Linked DNA regions of Mus musculus: region 2 is linked to region 1. A link is a contact called in public HiChIP or PLAC-seq data. All regions are on one chromosome and are shown on one strand. The core of a region is the stretch at or near the end of the contact, and the rest is flanking DNA. Distances in the headings are between cores, read along the strand shown. Region 1 holds the start of Tnr (tenascin R). Region 2 overlaps Tnr (tenascin R).

Region 1 (2,999 bases), core at 156-2,655:
GTCTACCATCTGTGAGGCCCTGGAGGCCCTGGGTGGGAGCTGGAGAAGACACTTTCAGGCTTGGGCCAGTCTAGGTTTTCCCCTGACTCCATAGACAAGTGAAGACAAACCCTTTCCTCTGGGCTGCTTGTCACTGACAAATGCCCCCAGGAAACAGGGGAGAGTGGACTTTTTTCCTCTCTCCAACCAAGGGTAAGAGAGAAGTGGATGGTCTTCCCTGCCTGCTTACAAATATAGTATAATTCGAGTCAGTCAGCCCCTGCCAGGCTGAGTATTTTCCTTGAAGTGTGAAATTAGAGACCTCAGCCCCAAATTTACCCCCAGCCTGGGGCTAACCTGTTGCATCTGCCCACCAGGAACTGACACCAGGAAAGGAAGCAAAAGGTCAGGTTAGGCTGTCACTACATCAAGAATCCAGGTAATCCTGGGGGGTGGGGGTGGGGGGAATGACATTTTAAAATATTGCTTCTCCAAGCTCCCTCCTGGAAGCACAACTTTTAACTCTACCTCCACTCCTGTCCCCCAGGCTTTTCCTGTAACACTTTCCCACCACCTATGGCTGGGTATGAAAGAGTTAATTTAGGAAAACCCAGGACTCTTTTCCCCAAACCCTCCCTCCCAGCTACATATAAAAAGGACAGCCTCACACGGGAGACTAGCACAATTACAAGCCTGCTAGCTCCGACCTCACCTGTCTTATGCAACAGTGCACACACATACATTTGCTCAGGCTCACTCCCAAGGCCAAGGTCCATATCCCCCTCTAATTCGGTAGACACACAGTTTTGCGCCTTTCTCCTTTCTTTTCTCCCTACGCAGAACCCCGCTTTATCGGCAGCCGAAAGAGATGTAACCTTACAGCCAAATGGCTTGAAGAACAAACATGCATCTAATCGCTCTCCGTGGTGCTGAAATCTCGCTAGCAAGGAAACAGAGGAGCGCAGTACTCCGGACTTACCCAGGTTGGGGGGTGGGTAGCCGGAGAGCAGAGAGCTAGAGCAGCTTCCAAAGCAGAGAATTCTTGTACGTTCGGGCTGGAGCCAGCTGATGCGCTCACCTAGAGCGCCCACCTCTCTCCCTCTCTTGCCTTCCTCTTTTTTTCTGAGAGGCAGAGAGAAGGCTTCACGAAAGAAACGAAACAGCAGCTGGTAGGTCTACCAGTAGAAGGAGAGAAGAAGCAACCAAAATAAGACCAAAAAGTCAGATGGCTTTACTCCACTCGTGGTAATTTCTTGGGTCAGGGAGGACCTCTTCTTTCCCTGTCTCTGAGGCTGCCCCAGCTCTGTCTCTGCGTGTTGAGCCAACAGCCTTAGCACAGTCGGTTCCTGCCTCTGACGTGAACGAGATGAGGAAGCCTGGGACCGCTCTGCTGTCTCTCACAAGCTCTCTCTTTTCCCCTCTTACTGAAATTTCAGCAGCATATTTTTAAGCTGTTTTTTTCCCAGCCTTCTACAAGTAGCCCCCTAGTGGACAGAAAAGCAACGCGTCTTTGGTCCTCTTGAACAGTCTGAGTTCAGGCTCCCTGCACCCACAAACTCTTGGAGACTGCTTTTCTAAAGAGTCAAACAGTCCCAGTCCTGATGGAGTCAAAGACTTCCCTCTGGTGAGCCTGTAGGAAGACAAAGGGCCTTTTGCTGATCCTTTTCCTGTAGTTGCAGTAGGAAAACCTGATATGGTATTGGGGAGGGGTATGCCTTTAGGATAAATGTTTGGCAGAAAAGGGGCAAAGGAGGTCTCTGCTCAGACTTGGAAAGGCAAGCTTACACTCATTAACTGCCCAGTAACTCAGCCACCTGGAAAGTGCTTTGGAACTTATGTCTACAAAGTCAGTCTTAGTTTTCGGCTGCCACTCGTGCACTATACATTTTGCTTCTCTGTGGCTCAATTCCACTGTTTGTAAAATGTGGATAGTGCTGCCCCCTCCCTACTGAATAGGAATGCTGAAGGAACAGAGTAACATACAGCTGACAGGAAATTTAACTCCAGTCTCATCCAAAAGCTTTGCTTACATCTGATTCACCCTTGACATATAATAATAGCTAACTTTATACAGCATTTGTACCAAGTGCTAAGCATTGCTACTAATCCTTACAGGTAACATCTCATTTAACGCATACATTAATCCTACAGTGCAAATGCTCCAATTGCATCTTTTAGACTGAAGGACTGAGGCAGAAAGGGATAAAATTTCTTGTCCAAGATAACAAAGCTAGTGCTATGTCACTTTAGAAGTCACAACATTTAAAGTAAACATGAGATAATACCTACAAGTGATCATTGTTGGTATTCTAAATAAAGTGCCTAGGTTGTTCCAATGAATTTGCATGTGGCTGAGTTTTTAATAAAATATTTAGAACTATATGTGCCAAATGAACTGTGGGGATTGCTATTACTTTTGAAAATCTGCTAAGAAAATACATTCTCTTAGTGATTTGGGCAGTTTCACAGATACAAAAACCAGTTGTGAATCTCATGAAATTGGAAAGTACTGGGTATTAGTAACAATTCACAGGACACATTATTTAATTTCTACACCTAAAGCAGATCACTGCCTGGAGCCTAATACAGTACTAGGATGGAGCCAGCAATTTGGTGAGCTGAACTCCTGCAATGCCAGCTAATGAGAATCAAGTAAGATGTGGGCATTTTCTTCAGAACTTCAGTCATGAATTCCTTACCTAATATAACTTGCTTTAAGAAATCTTTGGATTAAAAGGAATGAGGAAGAGCAAAGATGGGATTTGATGTTTTGCAAATCACAGTTCCCATTTTTATGGAATTTGCAGTTTCTCAAAGTGGAAAGAAAGGGCAGAGACCAGACAGTTCAGAGGCTGATGCCAAGACACGGGCAGAGGCAATGTAATAAATGAGAACACGGGCAAGAAAACTAACTTGACCAGAGGGCTGCAGGCTTCCACAGAGCACAGTATCTAGGATGAGACTGGAAGCATGAGGGTTATTTTAGCAAAGGGCCAATGAGAAACTGAAGCTGAAGGCAT
Region 2 (3,447 bases), core at 849-3,348, 220 kb before region 1:
ATTCTTCTTCTCTTCTCTGCTGCCCACATGCCACAGGTCAGTCATACTCAGCCACTTAGTACACATGCTAGATGGGAGAGTTCTGATCCCTGATTTCCTGGAGGAAGCTATAGCTTGCATTGACAATGTGGGTGCTACACAAAGCTGTCTTTGGTTTGGCATATAAAGATATATATATATATATATATATATATATATATATATATATATATATATATAGAGAGAGAGAGAGAGAGAGAGAGAGAGAGAGAGAGAGGGAGAGAGAAGAGAGAGAGCATATGGTGGCAGAGGGTTGACAGAAGAGCGACAGAGTTTACACATCAAGGAACTCAATCATAAACCTGTGTAAGTACCAGTTAACTCCTTGCAACCTATTTTTGAAACTACAGCACAGATATTTTCATCTGGGGCCAAGCATGGACAATTTAAACTTGCTTTGATGACATACATGCCAACGGATAAGTCTACATGAGCTTTTCCAACATAGACATCACTCCTGCTTTTGATCAATTCTCATCTGTATGTTGCAAGGCAATTTCAGTAAGCACTTAGCTTAATCAATTTGTATCTGCACATTGACCTTCGGGACTGTGTTCGTGGCTCCTGGCACTCAGTGCGCATTGTGATTCTGTCTGTTCGGGCGATGTTGTTCTCAATGTTTGTACATGGCTCTATGTTTAGCCAATGTGATCATGTGTTCCCTCCCTTCAGCCGCTTCCCTTTCCCAGAGAGATGCAAACTGTGTGGCTTACAGAACATATTTTTAAAAATTATTTCCCTGAAACCTGGAGAGCTGTGAAGTTAGGCATTCCGGGATAATAAAAGTAGTGGGGAAAATAAAAATTTTTTATCAGCTTGTTTACACAATTATGTAAATGATGAGCACTTATACATGGCTGATTCCTCAATTATTCATGGTTTGAAGCTCTTGAAAATTCAATTCAACTAAATAACCTTTCTCTCAGTGCTCACGGTGAGCAAGGTACTGTAATTTGCAAAGGGGGAGAGAGCGATACAATTTGATCAGAAACATTACAGAAATGAACAATAAGTGCAGTACACATCGAGTAAGCTCGATAAGAATAGCACAACACATGCTCTGGGGTTTTAGGGCAGAAGAGACATCATCTATCCCAGTGTAGTTGTGGAGGATGGAGAAGGCGAGTCTGGAGCTCTCATCCATGTACAAAGCTGTGTTGGGTTCAGGTCCCAACCATCCTGTCTGAACTGTTAGATCAGCTTCCTTTTTCATGTCCTCTCACATTGCTGCTCCACAGTGATCTTTCTAAAAAGGCAATTTGATTGTGCTATGCCTTAGCTCTAAATTCTCTCTTTCCCCTACTCTCGACAAGGAGTTAAAGTTTCTAATGTGTCACATAGAATGTGCACCCTCAGTATGCCTTGCTTCCCTGGTGGGCACAGTGCCCACTAAACTTCACATTACCTGGGCCCCAGTGACCTCATTTCCTTTTCCCATGCCGTTCATTCCACGCAGACAGATCCACTCTTTTGTTCTTTTCCCCTCATGTGTCCCCTCCTGTCCAACTTGCTTGGCTCCTATCCAGAAGGCACAGCTGTTGATTCTCAGTGCACCTCTCCATTGTATTCAGCACCACCTCTCCATTTATCCCAGTACTGGGTCATTTGGGGCAGAGACTAGGCATCCTTGATATCCTGATAAATCTACCCTGCATGGGATCCAAATGCACAGTGGTCATGGCACATGCTACTTACTAAATGTATTTCTGCCAAGTCACAATGCTTTCACTGTGTGGGTGAGTAGGCCACCTCTTTTTGTCCACACGGTTAAAGACCGAGTAATGTGCTATGTAAATGTAGAACCTTCTTCCACAGAGCTTAGATTAAGAGAAGGCAACAGAGGTTCAGTGGAGCAAGAGAAAGCTGCTTCTATTTGTTTAAATGGAAACAAGTCTTCTCTAAACAGAGAGAGAAAGGCTTACAGAGAATAAAATATAAATAAGAAAAGAGACATTGGATCAGACTTTGGGGGAGAAGAATAAAGCAGGAACTGGGGGGGGGGAGTGAACCTTGGCAAGGGTTGGAGTAGAGGATGGAGTGAAACAAGTCTTTGTATACAGCCCAAGGTTTGGCAGGGGAAGAGGGCTGGCCAGCAAACTCATGTACCTAACAGCACTGAGTTTTCACAGCCATAGACGTTGAAAGAAAACCACAAATACAACACTAGCAACACACTGTAATGAGAAGTGACCTTCCAGGCAATGTGCTTGCCATGAAAGTGCATCACAATTGGATGGGTGATTAACTTCTCAGGGGTGCAGGGCTGAACTCAGGGGCTGAGGCCCCTGACATTTCTTTTGTAGTCCTCCACATCAAACAGTCTTTGAGCCCATACTGACTGGAGTTTGAGATAGAATCAAACATGATCCTGGGGGCTGACCTCTACTGAGCTGCTGCAATCCCCACAGCTAAAGCAAGCTATGCCTACTCAGCTGAGATATTTGGTTCTGGCCATGGTTTAAAGCACTAGAAACCACCCAATAATCTGGGAGTGAAGGCTGGGCTAAACTGGGAACTTGTGGGGCCACAGTGGAAGGACAGGTTTGTCCACCCTACTACCCAGGCCTCAGCGTCCTCCTCTTTGCTGTCTCCTGAGGCTCCTTGGTTCTGCTCAGGGAAACACCTCAGCAGGAGACTCCTGACCCCAGTGCAAGGGTGAACTCAGTTTACTTTCCTTTGAAAAGATGAAAGCTGTGCTGTAGACTGCACTTGTGCATTTCCAAGGAAGCTTAGACCATCCATATCCAAAGGAGAAAGCTTGAGTTAGGAGTTTCACTATGTTCTGGGGATGCAAAATCTGGTGTGAGAAGAGACAAAAGGGAAGATATGCCCACCTGTTTGGTTTGTTTGCAATATGTTTACCTCAATTTCCGGGGGGGGGTTCCTTTTATGTTCACTTTCAACTTTCTTTGCTTTTCCCATTCTGTTTTTACCTCTCCCACCCCCCCAAAAATTACAGAAGAGTATTAAATTAAATTGGAATGTTCTATCTATTTATTTGATCAACACATCTGTTTTTCCTAAAAATGAATCAACCTATGATTTACATATTCAGGCAACAGAAATGCATTATCTTATCATTTTCTGTTGTATCCACCCAAACTCTGCTATTACTGACGTTAATGTTGAACTAAATGACTTAAAGTAGTAGTTGCTCAACAAAGGTTGTTTCCTGAACTTAAAGTTCCCAGAAAGTATGGGGAGGACACTGAGAGGATTTCCTGTAGGCTCTTGAAATGAAAATATACAACTCTTTGGGCTCCTCATCACCAACCTAACTTTCCTTGAAAATATAGGATCAACAAGACCATTGACATAGAATACTAGCCTTTTAGAGATGAAAGGGCCCCAAAAGATACAAACGAACCCACTTGTAGGCTTCAGGGCATCAGGGGAGAAGGCAAAATG

Evidence for each region. HiChIP or PLAC-seq counts read pairs in DNA pulled down with a chosen protein or histone mark.
Region 2: a contact with region 1 is called in an H3K27ac HiChIP or PLAC-seq map of oligodendrocyte precursor cells, with 4 times the contacts expected there. The contact joins the enhancer-like site here to the promoter of Tnr in region 1. A contact is called at or near these places in 3 of 39 promoter capture datasets (the 3T3-L1 cell line, hippocampal neurons and liver), 2 of 115 datasets of contacts at active chromatin or transcription factors (embryonic stem cells and oligodendrocyte precursor cells) and 1 of 9 other capture datasets (pancreatic islet).

What each region holds. Positions count from the first base shown.
Region 1 is chr1:159,522,175-159,525,173 of GRCm38.p6, reverse strand. Tnr (tenascin R) reads right to left here and starts at 1,405. Exons shown (of 23, transcript NM_022312.3): 1 at 959-1,405.
Region 2 is chr1:159,740,077-159,743,523 of GRCm38.p6, reverse strand. The region is part of intron 2 of Tnr (tenascin R); the gene reads right to left. Among named protein-coding and RNA genes, the nearest start is that of Gm31348, 42 kb to the left of the region's middle. Within about 2 kb of position 2,098, at least 18 of the 459 cell types and tissues checked have an H3K27ac peak or open chromatin away from gene starts, as enhancers often do. A contact at or near this core is called in oligodendrocyte precursor cells, where this site is marked.